Regions from separate parts of the Mus musculus genome. Here region 1 is linked to region 2. The links are chromatin contacts, called in public Hi-C maps. All regions are on one chromosome and are shown on one strand. The core of a region is the stretch at or near the end of the contact, and the rest is flanking DNA. Distances in the headings are between cores, read along the strand shown.

Evidence for each region. A called contact is a pair of places that touch in the nucleus more often than the background predicts.
Region 1: a Hi-C map of bone marrow-derived macrophages shows a contact between it and region 2, with 28 read pairs. The contact joins two enhancer-like sites. A contact is called at or near these places in 2 of 15 datasets of contacts at CTCF or cohesin (the NIH/3T3 cell line and embryonic stem cells), 4 of 484 Hi-C or Micro-C datasets (bone marrow-derived macrophages, embryonic stem cells, erythroid progenitors and 1 more) and 9 of 115 datasets of contacts at active chromatin or transcription factors (bone marrow-derived macrophages, embryonic basal ganglia, embryonic stem cells and 5 more).

What each region holds. Positions count from the first base shown.
Region 1 is chr11:95,516,507-95,523,272 of GRCm38.p6, reverse strand. No RefSeq gene overlaps it. Among named protein-coding and RNA genes, the nearest start is that of Nxph3, 5.3 kb to the right of the region's middle. Within about 2 kb of position 1,707, at least 118 of the 459 cell types and tissues checked have an H3K27ac peak or open chromatin away from gene starts, as enhancers often do. A contact at or near this core is called in bone marrow-derived macrophages, where this site is marked.
Region 2 is chr11:95,235,600-95,242,371 of GRCm38.p6, reverse strand. All of the region lies in intron 1 of Gm11515 (a long non-coding RNA gene), which reads left to right. Among named protein-coding and RNA genes, the nearest start is that of Gm11515, 21 kb to the left of the region's middle. Within about 2 kb of position 3,686, at least 13 of the 459 cell types and tissues checked have an H3K27ac peak or open chromatin away from gene starts, as enhancers often do. A contact at or near this core is called in bone marrow-derived macrophages, where this site is marked.

The DNA.
Region 1 (6,766 bases), core at 458-2,957, 280 kb before region 2:
GTAGTGAGACCTGCCTTCTTGGCTTGGTCAGACAGATCGTAAACTGCAGACAGTGTTTCCTAATCTGACTTGGCAAGCCCCACACAGTAGAAAGACAACTCCACGGGCCTACCCACTGGTTGCATTCCCAAACTCTGACTTCCTCTTGCTTGGGGGTGAGGATGGTAAAAAAGGTTGATGGGAGGACAGACCTGGCATCATACCCCAACCCCAACCCTGGGAATAGCAGTGGAGTCCCGCAGCCTGCCCTGGAGTGTATTGGATAGAGAGGAGGGGCAGAGAGCAGGGACAAAGTTGGCATGGCGATCATCATGAGGGGAAATATGAGTCTTTCATGAGGCAGAACACAGGAGGCCCCACTCATCAACTGTGACATGCATGATTTTGCATCCCAGTCTTGCGAAGTCAGTACTCACTGGGGTCTAGCTTAGCAGGAGTGAGGAGACTCTGAGCTTCCCACCAGCTGCAGGACTCTGGCAGGCAGGGGCTAAGTTTGCATGAAGTGGGTGTTGGCAGCCACACTCCCATGGTGACCCAGGGCTATCAGAGGCAGAAGAGCCAGGTCCAAGTGACGGTGTCCTTCCTGCTGCCTCTCCCCTGGTCCTCGGCTTACAGCAGCCTCCTGGACTGGAGTCCTTTTTAGGCTGTGACCATTCCTAAGCTTATCTACCTTTGTCCTATGTAGCACTGTCGTCAAATCTCTCCGGGCTGTGTGCTGAAATATGTGTGTGTCTTCAACTTGACATAGACTTGGGGTCATCTGAGAAGAGGAAAGAAGTTGAGAAAACATTTCTATCAGACTGGTGGCCTGGAAGCAAGTCTGGGGTCGGGGGGGGGGGAACATTTTCTTGATAATGATTGATATAAGAGGGCCCTCCGCTCACTCTGGGTGGAGCCACCCCTGGGCAGGGGGTCCTGAGAGGTACAAAAGCTGAGCGTGAGTCTGGGGAACAAGTCACTGTAAGCAACATCCCTCCGTGGCCTCTGCTTGAGCTCCTGCATCCATCTCTTGGTGATGGACTGAGACCCAGAGGGTTAAATAAAATAGACCTTTCCTCCCCAGGTTGCTTTTGATCATGGTGGTATCACATCAAGCTAGGACAGGCTGGAATTACCAGAAACAGAACAATGGCGACCCCAAACAATATATATGGGCAAAAAAAACCTGGAAATCCTTCCCTTTGAGGCCCTAGTATCTTTGACTACCACCCACCTCCCTGCCCCTTGCTGGGGCCCCTAAACTCCCTCTGCCAGGTCTTGGAAGGGATTTGGAATCTGATGATCCTAGATGTCATCCGAGCAATAGAAGCCCCAGTCAAGGCTACTCTGGGGAGCCCTCGTGATCCCAGGATCCAATAGGAAGTGTCTGCTGCTTCCCATGGCCATCATTCAAGAGTGCCCAGCAGGACCCCACCCAGAAGGGCTTCTCAGCTTGCTGGCATAAGCGCGCCAATATGCAGGCGCAGTTATTCTTCCTTTGCTCGCCAGGCGTCGCTACAGGCCTAGAAATGGAAGGTGCAGCCAAGCGTTCTGCACTCCTGGGGAGTGGCCCCCGGAATTGTTGAAGCTCCTGGACAGGCCTGGCAGGTAACAAGAATGGGATCTGTGCGAGGAGCTGACACTTGGCGTTTTGACAATCGTGTTCAGCAGGGGTCCAAAGAATCTTAAGCCCCTGAATTCAGGCCGGTGTAGCTGATACCCATGAGGCAAATTCGACGGCCCTGGAGACTGGAGAGCTTGCGGAACCTGGGCACCCTGCATCGCCTCCGTGCACAGAGGAAGCAATAATCCTCGCCGCAGATGACCCATTTCACCATGATGACCTTGAGGCAGTTTTGCGAGATGTACGACCTGCCTCCGTCCATCCACCGTCTTTCCCTGTGACCAACTACTGACAACACTGCCTCCCTGTGAGCTTTTAGCACAACAGGACAATTGGAAATCTGTGCTTGGGTAACAAGTCTGAATATTCCAATAGCTAGTAATCGTTGAGCACGTCTGCCCGACATAGTTATTACACCACGAAGAGCACAAAGGTGAAATAACCTACCCAAGATGGTGAACAAATTCAAGCTAGGGACTAGGTGATCGGTCTCCGGAGCTCAAAAGCACTACACCCCCATTCATACCATTTTTGGGGACATGTAGGGCACAGGAGTTCAGGGAACCTAAGCTGACCTCGAACTAGGTATGCACCTGAGCATGATTTTGAACTTTTGATCCTCCTGCTTTCACCTCCTAAGATGATGGCCGTCCATTTTTTCAGTCTATGAGAGGCACTAGGCAGGCACTGAGCTGTCGCGGGCGGCAAGAGGGCGTTGCCTTCCCCGGGCCGCCCACCAGGTGGCGCGCCGACGCCACTCGTATCCTCGCACCACACCCGCGCTCCGTCTCACCATCGCCCCCTGTAAGGTTCTCGTTAACCATGGTGACTTGGGTCCAGCCGACAGGTGGCTGAGGGGTTTGCCACTGAAGGTAGTGCCAGGTGTTGGCGCCTGGCCAGATGCCTATTTTCTTCCTTTCACTCTTCATCTCCCAAGACGCTGAAATGTAACCGGAAGGAGCCCCAGCGCTCCTTTTGTTCAGTTTACAAAGCACTTTCAACCAGCTACATCCAGACACAGACAAAGACCGGGAGAGAGAAGCTGAAGCTCTCCACATCCTCCAGACGCCGTGATCCAGGAAGAGGAAAGACCAACTACTAAGATGGTGGGGGGTGGGCCTCAGAGCCAGGAACCTAACAAGAGCAAATAGACTATGCTTTTTCCAGTAAAAGGTCCCTTCGGGTGGTGAAGGCTTAGAAGCACTTGAAGTAACACGTAACACACACACGCGAAGGCACACACACATTCACATGCACGCATGCACGCGCACACACACACACACACACACACACACACACACACACACACACACCCTGGGACCTAAAACATGAACTTGGTACCTTAGCAGTCTCCCTCAGAGCATTCTAAGTCAAAGGTCCACCACTGAGTAATGAAAGGTCTCTTGTTTTCATTACTTCCTACAAAACAGATTCTGTGGCCCTACTGTGCACCAGCCCTGTCACTGTGCACTTGGTTAGCAATCCCCACTCTCGCTCAGATGAGCCTCCAGGCTCACACACGTACTGGTCTGCCCTCTGCAGGATGCTCTCCAGTGTCATCTGTTTTCACAATGCCTGGGCCCCAAGTACCCACAGGCTCGTCCCACACTTGTGTTCCCTAAGCCAGAGAGCTGGGGGTCAATTTGAACTTAGACACCTTTCTCTTAGACCCCTTTCAGAGCCACCCTCTCCTGTCCCCATTGCCCCTTCCGCACAGCCCCAAGTCTCTGACCTACCACCACTGCCTGGCTCCTCCAATTCACTCAACTCTCAGCTCTACCTCTCACAAAGACCGGGGTGCTCTTCTTGGTGCTGACTCCATAGTCACCCACAGCAACCCTCACACCCCTCTACTCCCACCCCCCACCCCCATCTCCCCTTCCCTTGAGCCCTTCTCCCTGTCTTCGCCACACTCGTGTCTTCTCCAGCTCCTCTTACTAAGGCTTCCTAGGCTCAGGAGATTAATACTCCATCCGTTTGCCTAGAAGACCAACCTCAACCCTCAGGCAGCCCCAGGCCCTCCCATCCTTTGGGCTCCAGGTAAATTAGGACCCGTCTCCTCTTGGAACTTGTGCTGTGTGCTAGCATCGCAGAGTCTGGGCCTTCCCCCTGCTGTCTTCCACATCTTCCCCCACCCCCACCCCACCCCACATTCTCCATGCAAATGAGGAACGCAGTTGCCGGTCCAGAAACACACTGCACACCGGCCAGGACCGGACATAAAAGTAGACACTTGATAACTATTCATGGAACAAATGACTCTTTCATCCGGGCCCCTCAGAACCCCACTCCTGGGCTCTCTTTTATCTGTGACTTTTCCTCGAACGGCTTCATCTGCCTAGAAGGCTCTTTCCTTCCCCCATGGCTCCACACTTTTCCACTCATCTCCCAGGGACCCATACTCACCCCCCTATTTAAGTTTGGTTTTCCCCCTGGGCCTCCCTAATGCCCAATACATAAATCTCTATCCGACTCTTTAAAATTGCAAATTGCCGGCTAACCCGGAGAGATTGCTAACAATTATGAGCCAGCCTCGCCTCTCCCTCAGACCACTCCAGACAGTGAGTTTAAGGGCAGCCACTGTCTGCCTGCTTTTCAAAAACAGCTAGAAACTCTTAGCTCCCGCCCATTGGCTGAGGGCAAATCAGGGGCCCCACTGTGCTGTTTGGCTGGTCTGGGGAGGCAAAGAGGGAAACACATATACAGGATCCTTCCAGAAGCAGGCAAGAGGAGGTGTCAGGCAAATGCTGGGCAAGGGACATTTGGGTGCAGAGTGGGCAGGAGGTTCCAGGCCTTGGGCACTAAGCATCTTTTCTTTTCGCAGAGTATCTATTGTGTGCAAGGGATGCTATGAGAAGGAGTCGGGGCATATGGAGATGTGGCCCTGAGTGACAGACACACCTTGGGATCACACCACTGCCGTGGAGCTTGGTACCCAGGTGCACTGTGTCTATGGCCTGCCTTCCCTCTCTCTGCTGAAGGGCTTTCCACACACCCAGGTATCTTTTCTCCATCCCTTGTTGGCATACCTTCGTCCTTTTGTGCTAGGGATCATTCCCTCCCACCCAACACTCCCCACCTCAGAGCTTCTCCTTCCTTCCTTCCTTCCTTCCTTCCTCCCTTCCTTCCTTCCTCCCTCCCTTCCTTCCTTCCTTCCTCCTTTCTCTGTTTCTTTCTAGACAGGGTTTTACTATGTAGACCAGGCTGGCCTCGAACTCATAAAGCTCTGCCTGCTTGACCCTCCCAAGTGCTGGGATCAAAGACATACACCATCATTCCCAGCCTTCCTTCCTGTAGTCTCAGGTAACCCAGGCTGGCTTCATAATCACTATGTAGGGGCTGAAGAGATGGCTCAATGATTAAGAGTCAGGCAGGGTGACATCTGTCAAGGTGGCGGGATCTCTGAGAGTTTGAGGCTAGTCTCATCTACATCGGGAGCCAGGAGTCTGGGTCAGTCATGGCTACATGGTGAAACATTGTCTCAAAAAAAAAAAAAAAAATCAGCGAGGGGGGGGGAGTGCGGGAGGGGGGTTCTGGAGAGATGGCTCAGTGGTTCAGTGGTTAAGAGCACTGATTGCTGCTCTTCCAGAGGACCTGAATTCAATTCCCAGCAACCACATGGTGGCTCATAACCATCCGTTATGGGATCTGACATCAGAAGACTGGTGTGTCTGAAGAGAGCAATGGTGTATTCATATACATTAAATAAATAAATAAATAAATAAATAAATAAATAAATGTTTTTAATCAGCAAAAAGAAGAGTGCTGCCGTTCCAGAGGACCCAAGTTTGATTCCCAGCACCCACACAGCAGCTTACAGCTGTATCTCCAGTTCCAGGGGATCCAATGCCTTCTTCTGGCCTCTGTAGGCACAAGGCAAGGCACAAGGTGGTTCGCAGACATTTATGCAGGTGAACATGAACAAAAATAAGAAAGAAAGAAAGGAAGAAAGAAAGAAAGAAAGAAAGAAAGAAAGAAAGAAAGGAAGAAAAATTTAAAAATCCTTCAAAATCACTGTGTAGCTGAGGGTTGCCATGAACATCTGACCCCCCTGTCTCCACCTCCCCAGTGCTGAAATTACAGGTGTGTCTACCATATCTTGTTTATAGGGGGCTAAAGGTGGGGCGCCAGGCTTTGTGCATACTGAGCAAGCACTCTACCAGCAGAGTTAATTCTATTCAGATTTTTAGAGAGCTGGAGGCCACTTTACTCTGTGTCTCCTGGGGAGGGGCAAGGGCTTGTAAAACTATACAGTACTGGGTTCCTGTTCCCCCAGCCAGGAAACCTGGGCCTGCATATGGTGGCTGTCACTCTGCCTGGCACACTCAAGTGAGAGCGTTCCTGCTCCTTCTGCTTCCAGAGTGAGCCCCGTGGCCCGCTTTGCTCCTGGTTGCCCGTGAGCTCCTGGGAGTTTTCTTCCTTTGCCTAATTTTTAAATGTCAGGTTGCCCAGAGCTCCTCCTCCGGTGCCTACAACTTCTCCAGCATGCCCCACATCCCAGGTCAGACTTCCAGGTGCCCTTGGATGGCCAACAGCAGCATAGCATAAAGAGATGTCATAGCTAAAGCTGAATTCCCCCAAGGCATCCTCCTCCATTGACCAGGGCACAAGCCGCCGCCCTGCCCTCCCCCCAGTCTATCATGCATGCAGCCTGTCAGATGCAGGACACTGCCTGGCACCTTTACCCCCTCCTCCCTCTTTGCATCCTGTACCTCAGCAACAGCAAAAGCCTGGCTGGTTTTCATTTTCTGGTTTTGCTTGCTGCTGCTGTCTTCAGGCCCCCAACCCTAGTCTTCTAATTGCTTCCCCTCCCCCTCCTCTTCCTAGTGAATTCTCCGAAAGCTCTCCAAAACACAAGCAGGACTGTAACCAGTCCCTTAAAAACCCTTTCAAGGTTCCCCATAAACCAGACCCCTTCAGCCGACACAAAAGCTGATCCCTGCCTCCTTTCTTCCCCTGGAGGAGGCACTCCAGAACAGCAAACTGTTTTCCTGCCAGAAGTAGCCCTACTCCTCTTGACCTCCGGGATGCCCTGACCTTCCTGCCCCTCCCCCACCTCTCCGGGTACATCCTCCAGGCCCTATGGGGACTGTGTCTTTGCACGCATCCCAGTGAGTTATAATGATTGATTTTCACACACAGGGCTAGGAGATCCTTGAGGGC
Region 2 (6,772 bases), core at 2,437-4,936:
AGAGTGCTGGCCTGGCTAGCACGCAGTCAGTGTGGTCCCTCCTTCATCTCCTGGGCCTCTGGCCTGCCTCCTGGCCCTTTGATGCTTCCCTCGCCACAGACTTCAAACAGGCTGCTGGCCCTGCTGCCCTACCCGCCTGGCCTGCCTGCTGTAATTAGAACTCCCCTGAGCTCAGCAGGCCCTCTACCAGCAACTTCTCTTCTCACTGTTCTGGGCTTCTGCTCTCTCCACCTCTGGCTCACCTTTGCTTCCAGCTCTGTTTCTGGTCCTCTGTCTAGACCAGGGACCAGTTCTGGATGGGTACCCTGACTTCCCTAAGTCCTGGTTTCCCCAGGATACTGAGGGTAGAATGGGAGCTGGATACCATGTCTTCCGGTGTTCTTTCAGTTGTTCACAGGGGAACCTCAGTTTGTCCAACACAAGCGTGGTATGATCAGCCATGTCCTTGTTACAGATGGAGACACTGAGGTAGAAGCAGGCTCATGTTCATCTCCATGGCCCCTCCTATATAGGGAGGGCAGGCTAGTTGGTATGGAGACTCAGGCCCCCCAGAAGTCAAGACTGCAGATAAGACACGTGTTCTTGACTGGGCCTCAGTCACTGGCTTTCAACCCCACGTAGTTTTTGCAGGTCCTAAGTGGCACGATGGGTATCAGTGAGTGGATAGGAGCCGAAGAGATGAGGGGTGACAACAGGGACGTCCAAGAGAAGACCTGTCTGGGAGGTGGACAAGGATGCTTGGGAGCAGGGACGTTGCCTGTACTGGTCAGATCTGGGCAAGCAGGGCCTGACCCACCAGCTACAGCAACATGAGTGTGCTTGTATTTATGTCTGTGTGTATTGTGAGGGATGTGGGCTCTCTGGCCACAAACAGTGACTGTGGGCATGCTCTGCATGTGTGTCATGTGTATAAAAGGGAGCGTATAGATGAGTAGATGTGTGTGTGTTCAGGTGTGAGGAGGGGTGGGTAACAGCAGCTGTGTCAGTGGCTGAGTCCTGCATCCTGCCTGTGGGTATGACTGGATTCTGCCTCCGAGGGTGGGAGGGCAGGTTCTGTATGGGATGAGGGTGGAGCTCCGTTGGTTGGGGGGCTCAGGAAGCATTGACAAAGCCCTCAGTCGAGTCCCTAGCACCACGTAAACCTGGCAAGCTGGCACGCACGCATATTTGGGAAGTGGAGGCAGGAGGATCAGGAGTTCAAGGTTGTCTTTGGTTACGTAGAAAGTTTGAGGCCAGCTAGGGCTATGTGAGATGTTATTGTAAAATAAATAAATAAATAAATAAGAAGGAAGAGGAAGAGGAGGAAGAGGAAGAAGACTGTAAGAGGCAGCTGGGGTGTGGCCTGCTTCCCCGTGAGTTACAAGAGCACACAGCACACCTGGTGCCTTCCTTCCTGTCCACTTAAAGCCCCTCAGCACTCAACCGCTTTCTCTTCCTCTCCTTTCCCCCTCCCTCTCTGTGTCCATTGTATGCAGTTCCATGCACCCCGTTCCTGAGTCCACTCTTGCTCTCTTGACTATCAGGAAGTGAGGGACACCCCCCCACCCGCCGCCCCCCCAGCCCAGGTGAGCCCACCGCCCATTAAGGCTCTCTGGAAGCAGAGAAGTTGAAGCGGCTTCCTCTGCCTTTCTTTCTCCACACCACCCTCAGGGCCCGAGTTGCCATCTAGGACCTGTATGGCTTGGGGTCTTCCTGGTCCTTGTGGTCGGCAGCAGCCCATGATGCTCTGGGGCCTGGGCCTTACCTGCAAAGGTCTGTCTATGTTCTAAGACCTGGCTGGACCCTCTCCCCTCCTCAGCAACTTTGGCCTGTTTCCCTGGCTCTGCCAGCGTGGTGGGGCCTGTGGTCTGAGGTTTTTGGCTGGGGAGGAGGCTGGAGGAGTGAGGGAGGCTTTTTTTTTTTCCCCTTTAGAAATCAGGGATTTGGGCTGAGGTTAGCTTGCTCATCTCAGACAGACTTGTCCAAGCACAGCTCTGCTGTAGGGAGGGATGGGCTACAGCACTGGCCAGCTTCTGTTCCTCCTGCTACCCTTTGGGGGTAGCTGGCTTATGGGTGCACAGAGAACTTGCTCTGGGTACTACCATGCTGCGATGAAGCCAGACCCAGGCCGAGGAACCCCTCAGTTTGATGCAAGAGATTAGGTGCCCTGAATTTCTGAGAGCGAGGTACAGACACCCTGAAATGAAGAGGTGCTTCTGAGCTAGACAGAACATCTGGGTCTCCTGGAATCCTATAGCACCCAGGAGTCTGAGGCAGGAGGACTGTGAGTGAATTCAGGGCCAGCCTGAACAAATCGCAAGGTCCTAACTCCATACTTCCCCCTGCCCATCTCTCCTGCTCCATCAATAAATGAAAGAGAGAATAGCAAAAGGAAAGGAGATTGAGAAAGAGGACAGTCTTGAGCCAGGACCCGAGCAGCTGCCCGAAGGCCACCAGGGCATAAGAACGACCTGTTCTTCTAAAACCAGCTTTGTGGATCTCTGGTACTTCTAAGGGGCCTCTCTGGACTCTGGAGCCCAGGCCCTTGCAACGTCATTCCTTGCTAGCTTTCTCTTCCTGCCTTAGTTTCCCACTGGTGTTTTGGGCAGACTTGCTATTTGAAAGCTCAAGGAACATGTCAAGGGGTCTCTGTGGTGTTCCCCCCAGAACACTCAGCCTTTTCTTTTGTTGCTGTGTTTTTAAAAGTTATTTATTTATTCTTGTGTGTGTGTGAGTGTGGGTGTGCAAGCCACGGAGAACACATGGCTCTCAGAGGAGACCTTTCTGGAGCCATTCCACCTTTACGTGGGTTTCAGGGAATTGAACTCAAGGTTGTAAGGCTTGTTACGCAAGCGCGTTAGAGGCCAAGCCACCTCTCCGGCCCCTATTATTTTTTATTTTTAACATGTATTTATTTAGTGAGCGTGGAGCGGGCATGCTACAGCGTACCTATGGAAGATAGAAGATAACTTCCAGGAGTCTGCTTTTTCCTTCTACCATGCGGGTCTCCTGGGGATGGAACTCAAGCCTGCTGAGTTGGCAGGCAGGTCTTTTCTTAGTGAGCTGTCGAACAAGACTCCATCTTATTGGTTGAGCCTGGGTCTCACACAACCTCTGGCTGACCTGGAAGTCACTGTGTGGCTCAGGCTAGCCTCTGGCTGACCTGGAAGTCACTGTACGGCTCAGGCTAGCCTCCAATTCCCTAGTAAATGAAGATGGCCTTGGACTTAGGATCCTCCTGCTTCTATCTTCTGGATCCTAGGATGCAGGCCCGAGCCACCCTGAGTGGCTGCCATCCAGCTTTTGAGATGGAGGCATGGTCTTCAGCACAGCTGAAGGATGGGGGGGTCAACTAGAGCCCCCATATCTAGATCCATCTCCCTTCGGGTCCTACTTGTCACTGAGACAAGAGGATGACAGAAATGTTTTATTGTTTGTTTGTTTGTTCATTTTCAAGACAGAGTTTCTCTGGCTATCCTGGAACTCGCTCTGTAGACCAGGCTGGCCTTCAACTGAGAGATCCACCTGCCTCTGCCTCCTGAGTGCTGGGATTTAAAGGCGTAAAGGAAGATTTAGTGTGTCTTAGGATTTCAGTTCACCACTGGGTAAGGGAAGTGTCCGGACTCCCTTCACGGCAGGCAGCAGGCAGCGGGAGTGTGAGGCAGAGCTGTTTACACAATGGCAGATCAGGAAGTGGAGAGAGAAGCCAGACCAGGGGCTGAGTATGACCTTCAAAGCCTGCCTCTGGTGACCTCATTTCCCCTTCTCCTAAATAGTCTCCAGATTCAGATTCAAACAACAACCCGCTCTCTGTCTCCCCAGACCCTAGAAGTCACAGACAGACAGACACTCCTCAGCAGAGAGGGAGAATGGGGCTTGGTGGGGGAAGGGCGCACTGTAGTAGAAAGAACTCCTAGGTCATCCCTGGTCCAGTACTAGAGGGATGCTGTGGGAGAGATTGGAGGGGTGGGGGCAGAGACTTTTGGGGTTTCAGTGACTCACGCATTCCCAGTGTGCTTTTAGGGCTGCCTAGAGCCTCTCACATCAGGCCGGTGGATGGAGAAGGACTCCAGGCTCTCCCTCCTCCCACATCTCAGAGGGTCACAGAGTGTGCACCTGATCGCAGGGTTCCTGATTGGATGTAGAAGGAGGTGATCCGATGGCCCGGCATGAGCAGATCCAGAATAAAACTCTGGTGGCAGATTCCTGCCCCACTCCCTCCTTGGTAGAAGGTCAAGGAGCTACAGGGCCAGAGCAGACTCGTTTCACTCCCTCAAGAGTGTGGGCAGCCAGTTGTCAAATATACAAGCTATCCTGCTGAGCAGCGGTGCTGGAAACTGTATTTGAAACTGACGGACACAGTCGTGTCTCTGGCAAGGATGCTCTTCAGTTTGTACACGCAGACTCCGTCCCCATTTGGAGTTTCTCAATGAGCCGCAGGCAGGAACTGGATAAGCATACCTCCCACTGGAAGCAAACAAAACCAGAGTAGCCATACCTGAGGCTCCGGTTGGTGTGGCTGTCTGTACCTCAGCCTGAGCTCCATACCCTGTTCCCACCTCACCCCCATGCCTCATTCTTTACCAAATTCCCAAGAGAGTTTGGTCTCCTGGGAGACCATCCTGGGCAACCGTGTCTGCTTCGGACCAAGGGGCTAGGGCCAGGGGAGATCGGACAATAGGACTCAGGCTAAAATCCCAGACTCAGACCAAGCCTGTGCAGGCGGGCTCAATACTCCTGACGAGAAGTCTCATCAGGTGCAACTACCCTCTTTCTCCCTGAGACTGTGCCCAGCAGGAACAGCCAGTGACTCTAGGGGCTGCGAGAGGTGGGCCTCAGGCAGAGATGCCTCTCCGTGGGCCATGGGAGACAGGTATGGGGGACTTTTGATCTGGTTCTAGCCACCCCAAAAATTCAAATGTCAACAGGAGCCCTACTGGTGACTAGCCTTTCAGTCTGAAGCATGCTCCTCCCCAGGATAGTTCTTGCAGGAGACCCCTCCCCCACCTGGCCACTAAACAACCTAACACCAAGTTGCCACCTGAGACATCTCTCTCCTTCTCTTTCTGCTCAGTATTGTGCTGTTTCTGTGTGCAGGTCGGTGGTGCCTAGTAGGCTTTCCATCTGGGTGATCTCATTAAGTCTACTTAATTGTAGGTATCAGTAGTCCTCCAGTTTGGAGGCTCGAGGAGGAGCTTGAGGCTCAGGAAGATGGAGTAACTTAGCCAAAAATCATGTAGTTAGGCAGCTGATAGAGATAAGATTCAAATAGTCAGGTATCCAGTAGGGCAGAGAAGTGCTGTCGGTGGGGGAGCTGGCAGCTTGAGGAGACCTTGGATGTCTCAAGGACGAGCAAGCCTCAGCTTATTCTCATAGGTGTGAAACTTTTAAGCAGAAAAATTACACGGGGAGAGGAGATCAAAGAGCTAGACAGTCTGAATTTAAATCTTGTCTTCGATATCCAACTGTGTAACCTTAGGAAAGTTACTACACCTCTCTGTGTTTCATTCTCCCTTCTGTACAAAGATGGTAGAGGCAGTGTCTTCCTCTCAGGTTGGCTTGGAGGAGTGAGTTCATGATTCCCTAGACACTGGGCTGAGAGCAATGCTTGGGTACACACCAGTGCTGTGTGAGTTTGGACTAGTCCTGCTGCCTCATAGATGCCCCTCCATCTCCCTTCCTCACTACCTCCCCCATCCTCCTTGAGAAACAAGCAACCTGCCTCAAGTAAGGGCATGGCCTGTGGCCTGAGCTCACAGGGACCTGCATTGCTTGTATGCTGCTCTAATGTCACAGCTGCCTCCTGTCACTCTAGCTAGGGTTGGCAGGTCCCTGGTGGGTAAGAGGGACATGGATCAGAAGGAAGCCACACAGAAGTCTGAAAAAGCAATGTGACCTGGTGGACTACTTGCGTCTTCTTGCTTGCTGATGCCTGGGTATGGCTGAGGATGTAGCCAGAGACATTCAGCTTGAGAGAGTCCTCTGGGGACTGGCAGCATGGGCGAGCATGAGAGGGCTTAGGGGGATGGGCTGGTGAGGGCCAGCCTGGAAGGAGCAGAGATGTAAGATGTAGAAGCCAAGGGGTTTGGTAACCCAGGCAGGCCTTGTATCTGAGGCGATCCTCCTGCCTCAGCGTTCTGAGCGATGGGCATGCAGGAGTGTGTCTCTGCACCCCCCAACCCCCGCGTGTTTTCCCTCTGATAGTTGTTTCAGCCCAGTGCCTGGGCACAGAGGCTCTGAGTAACTCTCTCTCCACAAGCTGAGCTTAAGGCATATGGTCTGTGGTTTCTGCCAGTGTGCAGCTCCTAGAGACGGGACAGCGAGGAGTCTAATGGAGGCAGTGGGTGGAGACATCAGAGGACGTAGAGGGGGGACTCCAGTTAGCGCTCGGAGGATTCTACCGATGTACCTTGCCCTTTCGAGTGCCAGCACAGACTGGATCAGGGCAAGGGAGTTGCACTTCCTAGGGGCTTGGGAAATGTTTCTTTTTCCTTTAAGTGGATCGTCACTAACAATTATCCAGTGAAAGAGGCCCATGAAAAGTTCTAGGGATATCCCTTACACACTGTGCCTCCCACGAGCCACTAGCAGAAACACCCATCACCGGTTTTTTTTGCACCTTAGACTCTTTTGGTGCCAACAGATTTGATGTCAGTCCAAGCTGAAGGCTAAGCTTTGCCACTTATGAGGGGTGTGACTTGGGCCCATCCCCGAATCCCTGTGCCTCTGTTTCCTCACCTGTGAAATGGGGCTAATAGCACTTGCCTCATAGCGTTATTTGGAAAGTAGCCAG